2 separate regions of the Danio rerio genome follow, and region 2 is linked to region 1. The links are chromatin contacts, called in public Micro-C maps. All regions are on one chromosome and are shown on one strand. Each heading gives the region's core, a stretch centred on a gene start, on an enhancer-like site or on the middle of the called end of the contact. The rest is flanking DNA. Distances are from core to core; before and after follow the strand shown.

What was found. A called contact is a pair of places that touch in the nucleus more often than the background predicts.
Region 2: a contact with region 1 is called in a Micro-C map of caudal fin, with 2.6 times the contacts expected there. The contact joins the enhancer-like site here to the promoter of pdgfra in region 1. A contact is called at or near these places in 2 of 18 Hi-C or Micro-C datasets (caudal fin and an unstated tissue).

What each region holds. Positions count from the first base shown.
Region 1 is chr20:25,022,023-25,027,480 of GRCz12tu, forward strand. pdgfra (platelet-derived growth factor receptor, alpha polypeptide) reads right to left here and starts at 4,172. Exons shown (of 29, transcript NM_131459.3): 1 at 3,962-4,172; 2 at 1,128-1,206. The coding sequence starts at 1,185. LOC141379564 (a long non-coding RNA gene) reads left to right here and starts at 4,332. Exons shown (of 3, transcript XR_012396420.1): 1 at 4,332-4,532; 2 at 5,107-5,207.
Region 2 is chr20:25,124,412-25,130,074 of GRCz12tu, forward strand. No RefSeq gene overlaps it. Among named protein-coding and RNA genes, the nearest start is that of lnx1, 89 kb to the right of the region's middle. Within about 2 kb of position 3,405, at least 13 of the 62 cell types and tissues checked have an H3K27ac peak or open chromatin away from gene starts, as enhancers often do. A contact at or near this core is called in caudal fin, where this site is marked.

The DNA of each region.
Region 1 (5,458 bases), core at 2,922-5,421:
TTTGTAAATCAAACAAACGACATTGCATACATTTAGTAACTTGCTAATTAGTTTGTTACTCACATTCAACACCAAACAAAAAGCACATACAGTTAACTGAAACTAACTCATTAACATAATTTGATTTGGAACTCATATTAATAACCATAATAACTGACTGGTTAGTCTGTAACTTTTAACTAACTAAGCAACTATATAACTGACTAACTAACCAATTTAAATTTTTTAATTCACTTTAATCAGGGGCGGATTTAACCGCAATAAGCAAGAAAATTGGCCGCTTGGGACCCCAAGAAATCTGAGGGGCCCCCAATAAATATCTAAAACTTCTAAACTTAAAAAAAAAACTCATTGTTGCCTTAATTTTTTAAGCTACATCAAATTAACCTTGTGAGTCCATTGAACTTACAATATGCTAAACTGACTTAAAACAGCTTGTGTAACTTATAAAATTAAGTTAGAACATGATTAAATTAGATTAATAAGTTACAATGACATAAAAACAGTGTTAATAATGTTGTCATGACTAACTGATCATATAATTTTTCACAATGGATAAATCATATATATAAATCATATTTCCTATTGTAAAGGTCTAACAAATACAATTTTAACATAATTATTACATCAGTGGAAGTGTGACACCCCTCCACACATCCAATCATGGAGCAGTACAGCAATCAAATCAGCAAGAGAGTTAGTTTCAGATACAAAATAGTATTTATTATTTTTAGCTGGGTTTTAAGTAAACAAATAATTTTAAATGTAGAGATTGCATTAAGATACAAGCAAAATAAAAATCAATTACTTAATAAAAATGCAAAAGGTGCATACTAGAATTGCTTGGGACCCCATGGCTGTAAATGCGTAGGGCCCCCAAACAATTAAATCTGCCTCTGACCTTAATAATAAAACCCATGAGCATTTCTTTAACGTTTTAACTAACCAATTAGTCTGGTCTCTTTTAACAACATTTTTTTTAGAGTGAACTATCCCTTTAATGTCCAAATACACGCTAATTACACAAGCTTTATAACTAACTGGTTAGTTTGAAATTAACATTGACAACCAAACACACAAAATTTAAAGTAAAACAAACTTTTTAATAGATTTTCCCTTCCACATACCTGAAAACACCCCTAGTAAGACAATCCCAAAAACGAGATGTGTCTTCAGGAATCCCATGGTCACGTAGATTGTGCTCAGCTGAAAGAAGAAAAAGAGGTAACCATTTAAAAACCATAAAGAAAATATGAAAATCAGATTTTAAAAAACGACAAAGAAACTAAATAATGTAAAATTTAAGTTCAAACTATTTTTGTGTAAGCTCTGGGTTGTACAAAACACAGTGGAATGAACCGCTAACTTATCCAGCATGTTTTACAGAGTGGATGCCCTTCCAGCTGCAACCCAGTACAGGGAAACATCCATACACACATATACACTACGGCTGGTTTATTTTATTCAATTCACCTATAGCGCATGTAAATTGGACTGTGAGGGAGCACCCTGAGGAAACCCATGCGAACACGGGGAGAACATGCAAACTCCATGCAGAAACGGCAACTGACACAGTTGGGACTCCAACCACCAACCTTCTTGCTGCGAGGCGACAGTTCTAACCACTGAGCCACCGTGTCGCTCACAATTTGACTGATTTAATACAAAAAAAATGAAGTTTTCCAAAGCACGTTACACTATATAGACACAACAACAAATGACGTTGTACTGTATTGATCTCTTACTCAATGTAAATGATGAAGTTCTGTGCAGAAACAGCTCAGGTAGCATGAAGAGATCTTTGAATCATCGGCAGCAGAAAGTTTTGGAAAGGTTCAGTGCCAAGACATAAAAGGTCTTTAAAGAGTCTGGACGCTGTTCAGTCTGTAAACGGACGCCAGACTTTTTTTCAACTTAGCACAGTCAGCTTTATTTGACCACCAGGTGGAGACACAGTACACATTTTCCCCAAGCGAGTACAAGCAGCAGTTTCGGCTGTTCCAAATTCTTCCTTTTCTCTTTCTTTTTAAAAGTGTTTTACCCTATATAGGAAAAAAATACGCCTTTCAAATTTTGTTTGACACTTATAATAGTTAATATCAGGATTGAGATTGTGCATACCCTTAATGCGACTTCGAGCGCGCACAATGAGGTGACGGTTTATTGGTTATTTTTTCTCCATCTAAATTATTCTGTTGCACAATTAAATTTGATCGTCTGAATTTAAAACATATATTCCAACTTAGACTAACGTGGACAAATAACGATTACATTGATGTAACAGAACTTTTGGATTTAGTTTTCCTGTGATTTCAAAAGACCAGTCACTAGTTTAAGCGCTTGTTTCTAATCAGACATTCCGCGCGCGCGTGTTTTATCTCTGTCTGATGCTCGGACCCCTGGGTTCCATCAGCGCTCCAGCAGACAGTCAATGCCAATCAGTCTGAAGTGGTTAGCTCTGCAAAAACTCAGTTATATCCGGATGAAATGTTATATTTATTAAAATGTAGTTTTCTGTAAATTTGTTTAAAACTAATTAAAAACTGAGCAAATATTTTAGATCCATTTAGTTTAAAAAAAATGGTTCAGCAGTTTTTCAAAGTGAAGGGGAAAAGCTCAAAGCAAAGGGGGGAAAGAGTTTTACAGCCCAGCGAAGTTCCCGTTTGCTCGTGTCATCCCTCTCAAGCCAGTTATCCTTGGTGAATCCGGGGGTGTCGAGTAAGACTGTAATTAGTCGACCCCTTTCTGTGCAGAGTCCATCGGATTGCCGTGGGAATCCTTTGTGTAATGGCAGACTGGTGCGCGTTTGGTACCGCTCATCTGCCCAGCCAGCGGTGTCGGGAGCGTCCGCACATATTCGGCGCGCACCCCCCATCGCAAGGCGCCCACACACGCACACATAGATGCGCAACTGGCTGCCAAACACAACCCATCCGCTGTGCTTGACACTTTCGGGCAACAGCTGAGCGAGGGGTGCCGTCCAGCACCTGGTTAGTTCACGCGTAAAAGCGATTTCCATGAGAATAAAAGAAAGCGGTGTAAAATGAGGAGACGTTCATAAGTCCAGTATAAAAGCAGGAAGGGGCGAAAAAAATAATGATTAAACATTTTCCAGTCTTATTACAATAACAGCCAAGCAACACAGTCTCATCAGTCCTTGGTAAATACTACAAAAAATTGCATTAAGTTAATCCAGATGTGAGAGAAGTTTCCCATTCATGCAGCTTCATCATCATCGACTTGGGCTTCAGCGCAGAACGCGGCAAATAAGTTTGCCAAACTTTCCTTCTACTTCTCCATCGCTATTTGCAACACATACATATCCTTTCAGAAGACTACTAATCCATTAAGTGGTATTCCAGTATAGAAATGGTCATCCGATTAATATTTTAAGGCACAAAGAACTCTCCAATTCCAGTCAGAAATGTGTTTGCCATTAGATGCCAGCGGAGCGCCTCTCCACGGGCTGAGACACCCCCAGCTGCGCGCCTGCGGCTCCAACTGAGATCCAGCACAACCAGGCTTTAACTTTACGGGATAACGCTGTTCCTTGGATGGGACATAATCCTGCTCGATGCAAAAGTGTCCAGAATAAAAAGAAAAATCTTTTCTTTTTTAGGTAAAAAAACGTACGTGTCCATTGTGAGCATTGATGGGAAAAATACTTGAACATGATTATTTATAAGTAAAAACCTTTTTAACAAGTTATCAAATCGAATGTTTTTATTTATTTATTTATTTATTTGCATGCATGTTTAATTTATCTTTACTGGTCGTTTCAGAGATAGAGAAAACTAATTAATAAAAACCTCAACTGTTAAAAAAAGAAATCAAGAACACATTTAATTAGTCTAATCCTGAGTAAGTGCAATTATGTTCAGAGGTTCAACCGTTTTCGAGGGAACTTTGCATGAACGAAAATACAAAAGAAACTAATTAAACTAATTGAAACATACAATACCTTTTTAATCCCTTTTGGTTGTTCCCTTTGATAAAAAAGAACAGCCAAAATGAATGGCAAAGCTCTTGTAAAATACTCTAATAAGCCCAAGGGTCCTCAGTTGTAAAGCAGTAGTAATCCTTTCCCTTGTGCTGCGCTCCTCCGTCCTGCTCCACGGCCACTCACACAAATGCGCCTCTGCAACAGCAACCTGTAATTGATTCAATGCTACAGTCCATCCTTCCCAGAGAACTAATCATCTGGCTCAAAGTAAATAACTCTCAGGAAACTGCCCCTCCTCTCTCTCCCTCTGCCCCAGGCGTCTTTTCAAAATAAGAGTCCGTGTTTTCACACTGCGGCTCCGAAGAGGAGTCAGATTTCTCCGTGCTCTGCAGTTCTGAAGGAGGTGCATGAAAAGAGGTTGAGCGGGGAAGAAAAGGACCATATGTTTTTGTAAAGTCTAAGAGGGGCCCTTTTGGAATAAAGGGATCTTTTTGCGGGGACAATGAAGTCAAGTGACCCATTAAAAGTGTTTTTATACAGGCTTAGGTAGGAAAGAAATCAAGGAATTGGGAATGCACAATTACATTCGGTAACTAGATTAACCTTGTCATCACGCTCCATTCTTCACGCTCAGCTTTTAGATGATTGTGCTTTTCAGTGCTTCATGCTGCTGCTGCTGCAGTTTTGCGCATTGTTTTGTGGATCTTGATTTAAAATTACTCACACTTGTATTGTGTGGTTTCTGACTTTGGAGTGCACGCAAGATGGCACACTAAATATAGGCTATGTGATGAAATTATGTGATTATGAGATAATAATGGATAGTATGGTTAATAATGCTAATAATTTAGCGTCGAGTACAGTGTGTTTCTGAAATAGCTCATTCAGCAGAAAAAAATTGGGGGTCCATCAAAGGCGCACGCGTATTTACGCAGGGGGCGCTCTAACACAAGAAACACATTTAGTGGTTCTCGTTTTAATCTCTCTCTCTCTCTCTCTCTCTCTCTCTCTCTCTCTCTCTCTAATTTATTACAGCGTAGTTTTGAATAAATAACATCAAAGACATATGCTATATAATTTGTATTCGATATCTGAAAGTTTAGTCAAACTCTTACTAACAACAACATCTTTTTCTGTTTTCTTTCCCTTTGGCTTTTTTTAAGACATGGCAGGCTGCAGATAATGGCTCATTATGAATTAGTACCCTACGCGACGCAGCACACGGTGATTTGCAGCTCTGTGCAGATGAGTGAGCCGGCATGTGGTGAGTGAAGCCCCGGGGCAAGCTTGGCCCCCTCTAGCCCTCGCTGCTCTTCCTGCAGCCTTGCAGCTCACCCTCGCAGAGAAACACACATCTCCAGTTGCTCAGCACAATTATTTCCACATGTTCGTGCCGCCCGGTCGCTCAAAAGAACAGAGTCCCTTGTTCTGGAAACAAAAGACTCTAATCTCTGAGACTAAAACTGAAGCATTCAGAAATAGCGGCGATCGGTGCTTAGTTTGGAATCCGTTAAA
Region 2 (5,663 bases), core at 2,155-4,654, 100 kb after region 1:
TAGGAGATCACATATTTCTTGAGAGCTCCCAGTGCTATTGTTTGGCTAATTGGTGGTTCTGATTGATTCAGTATATATGTGTTAAGTGCATGTGACTGTTGTTACAATTTGCTTATGTACATATTTTTAGACTGTGGGAGGAAACCAGAGTACCTGGGGACAACCCACGCAAACACGAGGAGAACATGCAAACTCCGTGCAGAGAGTGCCGACTAGCTCAATTAGAACTTGAACCTTTGGCCCTCCCGCTGAGAGGCAGCAGCGCCAGCCTCTGAGCCGCCGTGTCACCCGATCATGGAATTGAGGGAAAGGATGAGGGTGGGGCTCCAAAGACGAAGATAGGGAATGAAGTTTAGGCAGGATATTTATAGTAGTTTAAGAATGATCTGATAGGCTAGCTAATGATTAGCAATAAGGATCAGCTGTAGTTGATCATATCAAGTGCTCCTCTCAAAATAGTTTGTGAAACTTCACTTCATAATGAAGCTAATTGAATCCTATGTGTTCACAAAGAACACTATGTATTATAGGCCCCGATTTTACCTTAGCATTGCACATTTTAACTCCATGTTTCTACTGAAATCCCTGAATTAAAGTATATTGTGATCTTAATAATGCACATAAGGTTCTTTCCACTTTCCCTGATAATTTTATGAGCTAAAAGACTGAAAAACATCCCTTTTATTGATTATCTCACACTGTCATTCATTATCACAAAGTCTATATTTTGATCACACTTTTGATGGTTCGTTTTAGTTGTATTTAAGTTACATTGCATCTACATGGCAACCCAATCTCATTAGATTATACATAGACTGTTAGGTTAGGGTTGGGGTTAGGGTTAGTGTAAGTTGACATGTATTTGCAAAGTTTCTTAGTAAATGTTTGTTGAAGGAGCAGTATCAACAGATATTAAGCAAACGGTCAACTAATACTCTAATGGACCATCAAAATAAAGTGTTACCGATATTTTTTTTAGCAATTTTTTATTGAATTTTTGAAAATGCAACAATTATAAAGCAATCAAACCTGCAACCTTCTTTAGATATGCCAATTTTAAAAAGCATTATGTAATCTGCCACAGAGCTTCTGATGTAACAGTATTAAGTAATGCATGCCTATACATTAAATGTCATGTCCCGAGAAAGATTACAGAAGATGTTCAATAATTGATGGCTCTGAGGGTTGAAATGACCTTGTCTTACTGTAAACATTGGTGAGTCAGCAGCACTGTAAGCTGTTCGTTTTAAAAACCTTTTACTATGTCCTACATTTAATTCAGGTCTGGTTCTTATAAGACAAACTCTGGGATGGGTTTGTATAATTGAAACTATGTAAAGACCAGCGCTGGCCATTAAATGAGAGCTGGCAGGTTGTCGATGTACTTTTTAGAGACGGAGGTTAAAGGGTCTGATGAGTCCAGCAGGGGGTGGATCTATTAACCTGCTGAAGGGGCTCAAATGACAAGTATTGTACAACCAGGAGAAAAAAGGAGACAAGATTAAGTAACAGAGACCCCACATGTGGAGTGTTGCACAGATATTTAAAAAGTGTATTGAGTGAAAAAATAATAAACTCTATATTATATATATATATATATATATATATATATATATATATATATATTGTAAAAATGGCTGTGCCTCATAAGTGCGATTCTAACCTCTGTCTCTTGTCCTTTATGATGAGGCACCCACACACACCAGACCACTTTACCTGAGTCCAGGATCCTGAGTCCAGGATCCGTGACTGTGCAATCTCCCCAGTAAAAAATGGATTTTCAGGTTTAGTGTAGCGGAACATGTAGACAGATGCTGAAGTTTGCGGTGAATAGTTCATGGACCGTTTTTATCACTGTTTGTCATCTGTTGCCACAAGTGTTGTGCGCACTGCGCCACTGAGACATAAATATACATTATCATCAATTTTAAAAACAATAACTCTACTTAGTATTTTTCGTGTGTGCAATCTCATTTTTTATATTCTTTAATATATATTTTTCTTCCCTTTTTTTTCGGCTTAGTGGTTCATTCCGCTGTTGCGACCCCTTATAAAACAGGGAATAATTTACGTAGTTTCTATTTAATATACACTACAAGCTGAAAGTTTGGGGTCAGTGGGATTTTTAAATGTTTTAAAATAAGCTTATCCTGCTCACCAAGCCTGCATTTATGTAATCAAAAATACAGAACAAAAGGTAAATTTGTAAAATGTTGTTGCATGTTGTTTGAAAGTAGTTTATAATTTAATTTAATTATTTATTCCAGTGATTTTAAATATGAATTTTCAGCTTGATTACTCCAGTCTTCAAAGTCGCAAGATCCTTTAGAAATCACTCTAATATTAATTATTATTATCATTATAATCATCATCATCATCATCATCATTATTATTATTATTATTATTATTATTATTATAAATGAAAATAGTACTAAAAGCAATAATGACTGGAGTAATAATTTAATTTGAAACTACAAACAATAAGAAAATGGTTATTTAAAATTGTAATAAATATTAAAAAATGAAAAACATTTATTTACATTTAATAAATGCTGCCTTGATGAACATAATAATCTTCTTTAAAAAAAAAAAAAAAAAAAAACATGAAAAAAAAAAAAACCTTTTGACCCCAAACTTTTGGCCGGTATAAAACTGTATATTTAAACTACAGTATCACTCACTCAACTTTCCTTTGACTTAGTGGCTCATTCCACTGTGGCGAGCACTGATAAAACATGGATTAATAATTTACACATTTTCTACTTAATATATATTTGATTAAAATAAATTCAATTACTTTATCAAATCAATCCTGTTGAGCTGAAAAAAAAAACAGTCAAAAAAAAATACGCTCAGAATAATTCTGTAAAACAATAAATACTTTTGTAAAAGAATCTGTTAATTACACCATTTTAAACAAGTAACCTTTACATTTTTGTTTCACTTTATTAGCAAGGCCAGACTGCAACTAAAACCTGTTTTGCATTTTTAACATTCCGACAACCACCCTATAATAACACAGGAAATGTCAATTTGTTCTTTTTATGTACTTATACAAAGTTTCCCCTACTTTCCCCTAACAGTGCATTATATATAACCATAAAACTGTTAGTTTTCCTCCACACACAGTAAGAGAACAATTTTAGCGTTTCTCCAGTCTGTGCAAACAGTTCATGTTTAATAAATGCAATGAATACCAATGCCAGTGTAAGTGCTTCACAACTAAAAACAAACCTTATTAAAAAAAGAACACGTTTGTGCTGCTAAAATGAGAAACGAAAATTTAGCCCCCGTGTGAATAACCACGCACTCATTCATATCCTCAAGATGAGCTTCAAGCACATGCGTGTGTTTATCTATGATTATGTGGCATGGCAGAACATGAAAGCATCATCTGCCTGTGCGTGTGCATGCAGGTTTGAGTGCTCGTTGACAGTTTGTCAGTAATGGATCATTAATGAAAGTGCAGCTGAGGAGTCACTGGACGCCTGAGGGAATGCTGGGAATAAACCACCAGTGACGCACTTTCTTGCACATCACAAAGACATGGGGGGTGCGGTTGGGAGGAGGGGGGTGTGTGTGTGGGGGGGGGGGGGGGGGGGGGGGGGGGGGGGGTTGTTGGTGTATGTAGGAGGCTGGAAAGATGTGAATGAGAAAGAGAGGTATAGAGAGAAATGTCAAAAATAGAGGAATGTTGTTGTTAGGAGCAATGTGAAAGGGAATGGATAGAAAGAGAGAGAGACATGGCCAGAGGTTTTTTTCTCTCCGGAGCATGAAGAACACTCAGATAGGATCAATTATTGACCAGACATCAGGCTTTTAGCTGTCAGATGCAAACGTTGCACTCTAAAAGACAGAGAGCGCATACAGGCAAGGAGAATGTGAAAGAGGGATCAGTCATCTTGTGCTGTTTTCTTCCATAAGTGGATGAGGAATGGATAATTAGGCTAATTTCATAGAGTTCAGCACAGGGCATTTTTCCTCCGTTGACATCTCCATGACACACGCACAAACAGTTTCCAGTCTAAACAAGTACATGCAATACACAGGGCTGGATCTCTGTTTTTACTCCAGTGAATATAATGGCTATTGGATTAGATTTAAATCAAACCAGTTTAGCCAGTTTTTATAAAGATATATATCCATGAGATTTCAAAAAGAAAGTACTTTTTTGTTGCTTACGTGACTTCACGATTCACATGATTTATAGTTTAGAAATACTGTGCCTTCATATCTACTGGCATTCATTAATAATGGATTGCAAAAATACAACAATAATATTTCAAATCTAGAAGTCTTAGTCTTTGCCATTGTAATGTCAATGTTTGCTTGAAGCATGAAATATTTATCATATGCTGGAGATTTGAAATGAATATGTCAATAATTGAACAATACATTTGCATGTTCACAAGCCTCTGCCAGTCAATTTTTTTTTTTTTTTTTTTTTTTTTTGTGATCTAAAACAAGTCAGATTACATTGCCTAAATGTAAATAAATACATTTACAGACAGAGAGAATCTAAAAAAAGTGATTTTTTGGGGGGAAAAAATAACAACTGTTTATGTAAGAGTGCAAATTATGCATTTGTTTATATTGCAAAAGATCTTTTTCACAAAGAATAGTTTATACAGATTCCAAAGGCAGATTCAGGGATCTGATAAGATCAGGGAGTGCTTAATATGTGTGGACTTTGGAAGTTTTATGATATGGTCACATGTTGATTGGTCAGTTTGTATGTCTCAGTATTTGGGCTTTGGTTACATACTCAAAAAGATACAAAATAGGTGGTAGATTTTGCTCGGCCTCTTTTCATGCTCTGTGCTTTTGCTGCTCTGCTCCTCTCCTGCTCTGGAGTCCATCTTTTCTGGCTCTATTGGGTACAATTTGTATCAAATGTTTTTATCATTTCATGGTTTATCATTTTATACAGTTATTTTGTACTAATTCAGTTGTAACCATAGCAAATTAATAATATCAAGTGAAGTTTATTTATAAACTAATTTTGAGAGGATCCCGTGCTTATAACTGCGCGTGGTTGGTCCCGCATTATACAAGTTATGATTCACCAATCAGACGATCCCTAAGCCACTATAAATACTCTAAGTTTCATATAACAACCATCTTTGTTTTGACTAATCCCCCCTTCTACCCCTACTCCTCCTCCTTTCCTATATGGGTGGCATGGTGACCCAGTGGTTAGCACTGTTGCTAACAACATCCTTACATCCTTACATCACCTAGCGAACCTTCGTATATACACATCAGTTTTAGGAGTGAGCGCAGGCTTTGTATTTTTCTGTTTGGTTAAGTTTAGAGTAGGTAATTTAGGACGTGTAAATGCCAAAGACTTGCTTTCGATTATTTTGTTTTCACTCAGGTAAAAGGGTTATACGAAGTTAGTTTTATTTTTTTATTTATTTTTTGTTTTGTTTTTTTCAGTGCCACTTTCGTCCTCTTCCCTTGCAGGGTTTATTGTTTTTGGATTATTTTGTTATTATTCATTGTTTATAATTTACCTTTTGTGGTTATTTGTTGTTATCTTTATCTTTATCTATAAATTATTCTCTTTATGGCAGTATTTTGGTTGATGCATGGCTCTCCTTCTCCCATATTACACAAAATTGTCACAATATAAATGCTACTTCAGTCCCTAGTCTAACATC